2 separate regions of the Triticum aestivum genome follow, and region 1 is linked to region 2. Evidence: chromatin contacts called from public Hi-C data. All regions are on one chromosome and are shown on one strand. The core of a region is the stretch at or near the end of the contact, and the rest is flanking DNA. Distances in the headings are between cores, read along the strand shown. Region 1 holds the start of LOC123067550 (mitogen-activated protein kinase kinase kinase 17). Region 2 has its middle 32 kb from the start of LOC123067549.

Region 1 (3,393 bases), core at 677-3,176, 250 kb after region 2:
TGAGCGGACGCCCGCGCCGCCGTCGCTGGCTTTCCCACTCGGGACGGGAGGGGAGGCTTTCTTCTTGCCGCGCGATCCATTCATTAATCAAGCAAGTGGAGGCGTACGCACGAGATGGCGTGGGCTGACGCCCGCACCTCCAACGCCAAGTCGGCCCGCCCGTTTCGTGGCCGAGAGGCCGAGACGATCCGGCCGTGTCGACCTGTGATGGAAGATGGAATTGTTTGGCATGGAATAAACCGCACGCTTCGTCCAAAGCCTTAGCTTCTCAGCACAAGGAAACAGTCATTTCGTGGTTTTTCTTTCCTTGCCGTGCTACCACAGGCAAAGCAAATGCCCATTCTTCTCTACTGCGTAGTCACTTACTATCTACTACTGTGGTACTGTAGTTGTGTAAGTTTTAGGAAGATTTTTGTTGTGAGTTGGAGTGTAAAGAGGGAGACGCACTGTGTTCTCCACGCACGGCTAGAAATTCAGTACTGGTCCAGAACAGAGTAGGAACGCAAGAGAGATTGTCAGAACGGCACAGCAAGATTTGTGGAAAACGAAACTTTTCTATTGCAAGAACTCGATTATTACAGGGTACATGTGATGATGAAAGTACATCTCTATCTGAGCTCGAACACACTTGGTTCTGGCGGTCCACCGAAGGATCAGCGGCCAGGATGGTATCGTCACCGAAAGGCTCATCCTCTGCGTCCACTTCATGTTCATCACTTGAAAGGGTGCCGACGACAGCTACGTCTTCAGCTGGCACCGCCGGGGACCCGAGCACTTTGCTTGGCGCCCTGCTGGACACATCAGCTGGCCCCTTGGTTGCTGCTGGTGAATCGCAAGCTTCGCACTGCTCGCCGAGCACGTCGATCCAGCCTTCGTCGGAGTCCCAGTCCGGCAAGACGGAGCACGACAATGACTTGATCCTCTCGGACGGGCTCTCCGAAACCTCCTCCTCCTCCTCCTCTTCCTCGTCGGTCTCCGATTCCCAGAATGCTGCGTCGAGCGTGCTCTTGGGAGACACCCACCTGGCCTTGGCCTCTCCTGCCTGCAATGCCACGAACGGGTGCTCCAGGAGCTGCGCCGCCGTGCACCGGTCGCGGGCGTTCCTCGCGAAGCACATGGCGAGGAAACTCTTCGCCTCCGCTGACAGCCACGTCGGCACCTCCGGCACGGCGTCCGTGTACCCAATCCGGTGGACGGCGGCAAGGACGTTGTCCATCTCGCCCCACGGGGCGCGCCCGGTGGCCATCTCGACGACCGTGCAGCCGAGAGCCCACACGTCGGCGGCCGGCCCCTGCTCTTCGCCTCGTGCCACCTCCGGGGCCATGAACGCCGGCGTGCCTCCGATCGGCCCGGCCGAACCGAGGGCCCTCGCGCACCCGAAGTCGGCGATCATGGCGCGCCCGTCGGCGCCGATCACTACGTTCCTCGACTTGACGTCGCCGTGCACGAGCGACTTGCCGTGGATGTAGGCGAGCCCGCGCAGGACGTCCGCCGCGTACGCCCGGATGGCGCGCTCCTCCAGGCGGCCCCCATTCCTCGCGGCCTCGTCGGCGAGCGAGCCGCCGGGGGCGAACTCGAGGAAGAGGTGGTAGGAGCCGTCGCGGTCGCCGCCGCCGCCGATGCAGCCCACGACGTGCGGCGAGGAGAGCCCGGAGAGGATCCCCTGCTCCCGGCTCAGCTGCGCCGCGTCCGCCGCGCGCACGGACTTGACCGCGAACAGCTCCCCCGACGCGGCGTCGGCCGCCAGGGTGACCACGGCCCCCGACGCGCCGCAGCCGAGCGTCCGCAGGCGAGTCCATTGCCCGCTCACGGCGATCGCCATTCTTGCTTGTCTGCGTGTGTGGTTGCTCTGGGATGGGATGCGCCGGTGATCTTGTTGTTGTTGTTTTTGTTTGGTGTGCGTTGGGTTTGGGTGGCCTGTGGTTGCGCGCGTTTATATATCCATGGAAGCAATGGGGTTAGGAGGGGAAGGGGAAGGCGAAGACGACTTGGAGCTAATTGGGTGGGGATTAGATTAGGGGGCCGATCGGGGCGGGGAAGGTGTTTGGTGTGTGTCAATGCTCAACTTGGCGAGGCAGAAAGCGTGGCTTGTGCGTTCTACCCACGCGCGGCAATTGGACGCTGTTTCTTTTCCATCATTTTTCCGTGCGTTTGTGTGGGTGGGAACGCGCGGCGGCTCATGCGGTCAATCAACCGACGGGCGCCCGCGCCTGACGCTCGCTCGCTCGCTGCACATGCCGCCGTCAAACGCATCCATCTCCTCTCCTCTCCTCTCCGCCAGTCGCCACCAACGGCACTTGGCCCATGCATCCCACTGTCATTGTTATTTCTGCCCACTCAGCGAATCAATCTCCTCGCAGTATTGTTTTTGTGGCGGTGCAGCAATACAATATGCTCACCTTTTTGGGACTTTTTCTATGCGACCATCATTTTGGGCAATGGAGCCAAAACACCTTTTTGGGACTCCCCATAGCTTCTTGGGCGGAAACCGAAGAACATTGCTCCTTTAATATACGGTGCCTCCACGCATAAGAATTGAAAAGTGCGTGAAGCCTGCTTGGATTCTTAAGATCAACCATAACATCGTCGCTTCCATTGCCCACATCCGTCAGTTCTTCACGTTATGGATGTTGGTGCATGATCTACACCTGGACACACAAGCTGACGATGACATTATCTAGAAACATGCCAATAACGGGATCTACTCGGCGGCCACTGCATACAAGGCACAGTTCCTCGGCTTGACGCTATCGCCTATGGACTTCATGATCTGGAAGGCGTGGGCCCCTCCCAAGATCAAATTCTTTGCTTGGTTGGCTATCCAAGACCGGATTTGGACTGCCGACAGATTAGAGCGGCGCGGATGGGAAAACTGTGGACTTTGCCCACTCTGCAGGACTGAAGGCGAGACAGGCGCGCACCTCTTCTTCAAATGTCGCTACACTATTAGGCTATGGAACTCGGTCATCCTTGAATTCGGTCTTGCTCACATGGACACCTCTTCTTGGCACTTGGATGGATCCGTTTTGGAATGGTGGGACAAGCGAACCAGCTTGCAAAACCCAGATCGACGAGCCTTGGCCTCCCTTACAATGTTGGTTTCTTGGACAATCTGGAACGAGCGTAACGCTCGGGTCTTCCGTCGCAAGAGTGCACCACCACCGGTCCTCCTCCGAACTATCATCGATGACGCCAAGCTTTGGGTTTTTGCGGGTGCTAAAAAACTGGGGTTCATTATTGTACGCGAGTAGTTGCCATGCCGTGTGTGTGGTCACTTGTAACACCCTAAAACTCTTCTCTCTTATTTAATGAATGAGGCAAATCTTTTGCCTCCGTTTCGAAAAAAAAAATGCTCACCTTTGTGTGAGGCCAAAAAAAATACAGTATGCACTC
Region 2 (3,714 bases), core at 963-3,462:
AATTTTTTTGAAATTACTACGTTCCCCAACACATGTCAGTTACGCAACTGCACCTGCAGTTTAGTCACTGAAGCTTCTGTTCGGCTCAGCGGGACACAGGTGGGTAGCTTTGGTTAATTAATTATACCTCCTTCGTCACAAAGCTTCCTCCTTCGTGGATCTCATTGGCACTCTTCTTGCTTTGGTTAATTAATTATACCTCCTTCGTCACGAAGCTTCCTCCTTCGTGGATCTCATTGGCACTCTTCAAGAAGAGTGCCAATGAGATCCACGAAGGAGGAAGCTTCGTGACGAAGGAGGTATAATTAATTAACCAAAGCTACCCACCTGTGTCCCGCTTAGCCGAACAGAAGCTTCAGTGACTAAACTGCAGGTGCAGTTGCGTAACTGACATGTGTTGGGGAACGTAGTAATTTCAAAAAAAATCCTACGAAGAGTGCCAATGAGATCCACGAAGGAGGAAGCTTCGTGACGAAAGAGGTATAATTAATTAACCAAAGCTACCCACCTGTGTCCCGCTGAGCCGAACAGAAGCTTCAGTGACTAAACTGCAGGTGCAGTTGCGTAACTGACATGTGTTGGGGAACGTAGTAATTTCAAAAAAATTCCTACGCACACACAAGATCATAATGATGCATAGCAACGAGAGGGGAGAGTGTTGTCTATGTACCCTGGTAGACCGAAGCGAAAGCGTTGACACAACGTAGAGGGGAGAGTGTTCTCTATGGAGTTCCCCAAAGAAAGGACGACAACTTCATCATGATGCTTTGGAATAAAAAAAATTGATTGAAGACATCAACGAAAGGGATTAAATTCTTCGAGAAGATCCGTTAGAGTATCGTAACCAGAACTTTCCCCCTTACTCCCCTCTTAAATCTCGGGACAAGATTTCTTATAGTGGAGGAGATTTGTAATGCCCGGATAATCATGCAACAGTAATCTCACGTTAATGATGACACGTCACCTCTGTCACTGTAGTTAATCTCGGGTTAATTCAAAACCATTTCAAATTTAAATCCTAAATAAGTCAAACGACAAAAGTTTTCAAATATTAAAATAAAAATGTTCGGGCTATGTCAATTATTGCATCGGAAATTAGGGTGAAGTAAACACGTTTTTATAAAATGCCTAAATACTTTTAAATGAATTAAAACAGAAAACAAATAATAAAAGAAAATACAAAAGAGAAAACAAAAAAAAGGGCAAAGCCCCCCCTCCCCCTGGGCCGTTCGGCCCAGCTGGCCACTAGGCCAACCAGGCCGGCCCATCTAGCTAGCGTCCCCTTCCTCCTGTTCACAGGGAGGATCGTGGCAAAGATCCCCCGGCTGTGGCCGAGGCTTGTCGCCGTGGCAACCATCCTCCCTCCCCCACGGCGCCTACTTAGACGCCCCCGAGCGCCCTCTTCGAACCCTAGCGCGTCCGTTCCCCTCCCCCACTCCCCTGGTCCTCTCCCCTCTGCCTTGTCCGAAGCCGAGCGTCGCCATGACTGCAACCAGTGAAGCACGCGGCCACCGGTGTCTCCGGCGTGCGGGAGCACGTCCAGGAGGTCCGCCGTGGCCGGATCCGTCTGTTTCGGGGACCAGCTCAAGCCGGACCGCCTCGTACGCTCACCATCGTCGTCTTCTTCGTCCCGTACATCGTCGTCCGTCGTCGATTACCGCCGTTCCGGTCAACCCCGACTCTCCCCAACCTCGCCACCGAGCTAGCTGTGAGCTCCTCCCCCAAATCCCCCTTCTTCCCGCCTCGATTCATTGCCGTAGCCACCATCCCCGAACTCCTTTGAGCTTCCGCGTACACGTACGCGTACGTGCGTGCTGGAGCCGCACACTGCTACGGTCTGCTCATTGCTGCTCCCTGGCCGCGCCCTGGGCCTTTCCCTGCGCCCGTCTGCGCGTGCGGCCGCCGCGCCCCGGCCGCGTGCGCACGCCGCCCGCGGTCCTGTCGCTGCTGCTGCTCACTACTCCTGCTGCTCTCTGTCTGCTAATCGCTGCTGTTGCTCATGCTATTGCCGCTGATTCTAGCTGTTGCTTTCTGCTGCCGCTGTTGTGGCCACCCGTGCTCTAGTTAGTAGCTAGTTTAGGAATAGTTAGTGCTTAGGTTATTAGATTGTCTAATTAGGTGTAGTCTATGACGTGCGGTCTACCTGAATTAGATTAAAGAAATATCATGTAGGAAATTATTAAAACACAAACATGTGGACCCTACATACACTGTTCATCTGTTGACTAGTCAATCTTGACTGGGTCAACTGGACCACTAGGACCCATCTATCATACACTCTGTCTAGACTTGAGCTAGGTGACAAAATTATTCTGTTTTTTTTTATTTATTTTTTATTTTCGAATTAAATAAATACATCAATTCTAGAAATTCTTTTAAACGTTAGAAAATCATATAAAATAAACCGTAACTCGGATGGAAAAACTTTGTACATGAAAGTTGCTCAGAACAACAAGACGAATCCGAATACGCAGCCCGTTCGTCTGCCACGCATCCCTAACATAGCAAACCTGCAACATTTCACCTCCGGTTCATCTGTCCGAAATCGCGAAACACCGGGGATACATTCCCGGATGTTTTCCCCCTTCGCCGGTAACACCTCCTACTGCGTTAGGTCACCTCTACCACCGCATATTGCCATGTTAACACCGCGTATTGCCATGTTACGCTTTGTGATGCTTTGATTGCTCTGTTGTTTATTGTGTTCCCCCTCCGTTACTTCTTTCCGGTAGACCCCGATGGCTGCCGGTGACCCCCAGTTCGACTACGGAGTTGACGACCCCTCTCTCTTGCCAGAGCAACCAGGCAAGCCCCCCCTTGATCACCAGATATCGCCTATTCTACTCTATACTGCTTGCATTAGAGTAGTGTAGCATGTTACTGCTTTCCGTTATTCCTATCTTGATGCATAGCCTGTCCTTGCTACTACTGTTGTTACATTTACCTGCTATCCTACTGCTTAGTATAGGATGCTAGTGTTCCATCAGTGGTCCTACACTCTTGTCCGTCTGCCATGCTATCTACTGGGTCGTGATCACTTCGGGAGGTGATCACGGGCATATATTATATACTTTACACTGTTACATTACCTGTGATACTGTTCGGAGATGGGGGCAGAAGGGGCAGGTGGTTCTACCCAGGTAGTGGTGGGCCTGGGTTCCCGACGGCCCCCGACTGTTACTTTGTGGCGGAGCGACAGGGCAGGTTGGGGCCACCTAGGAGAGAGGTGGCCTGGCCCTGTTCGGCGTTCGCGGATACTTAACACGCTTAACGAGATCTGGGTATTTGATCTGAGTCTGGCCATTTGGTCTATACGCACTAACCATCTACGCGGGAGTAGTTATGGGTATCCCGGCGTCGTGGTATCAGCCGAAGCCTTCGTGACGTCAGCGACTGAGTGGCGCGCGCCGCATTGGATCGTAAGCTCGCGCTTGTATTAAGGGGGCTAGATCTGCTTCCGGCCGCGTACGCAACGTGCAGGTGTGCTAAGCGCGATGGGCCCAGACCCCTGTGCGCATGGTTTAGACCGGCGTGCTGACCTCTCTGTTGTGCCTAGGTGGGGCTGCGACGTGTTGATCTTCCGCGGCCGGGCATGACCCAGAAAAGTGTGTCCGGCCAAATGGGATCAAGCGTGTTGGGTTATGTGGTGCACCCCTGCAGGGAAGTTAATCTATTCGAATAGCCGTGTCCCTCGGTAAAAGGATGACCCGGAGT

The links. Hi-C and Micro-C count contacts between places; a contact is called where the count stands out from the background.
Region 1: a Hi-C map of leaf shows a contact between it and region 2, with 3 times the contacts expected there. The contact joins the promoter of LOC123067550 here to the enhancer-like site in region 2. A contact is called at or near these places in 2 of 5 Hi-C or Micro-C datasets (both in leaf) and 1 of 1 datasets of contacts at active chromatin or transcription factors (leaf).

Annotation. Positions count from the first base shown.
Region 1 is chr3B:477,725,683-477,729,075 of IWGSC CS RefSeq v2.1, forward strand. LOC123067550 (mitogen-activated protein kinase kinase kinase 17) reads right to left here and starts at 1,927. Exons shown (of 2, transcript XM_044490297.1): 1 at 464-1,927. The coding sequence starts at 1,822.
Region 2 is chr3B:477,471,334-477,475,047 of IWGSC CS RefSeq v2.1, forward strand. No RefSeq gene overlaps it. Among protein-coding and RNA genes, the nearest start is that of LOC123067549, 32 kb to the left of the region's middle. Within about 2 kb of position 2,213, at least 6 of the 8 cell types and tissues checked have an H3K27ac peak or open chromatin away from gene starts, as enhancers often do. A contact at or near this core is called in leaf, where this site is marked.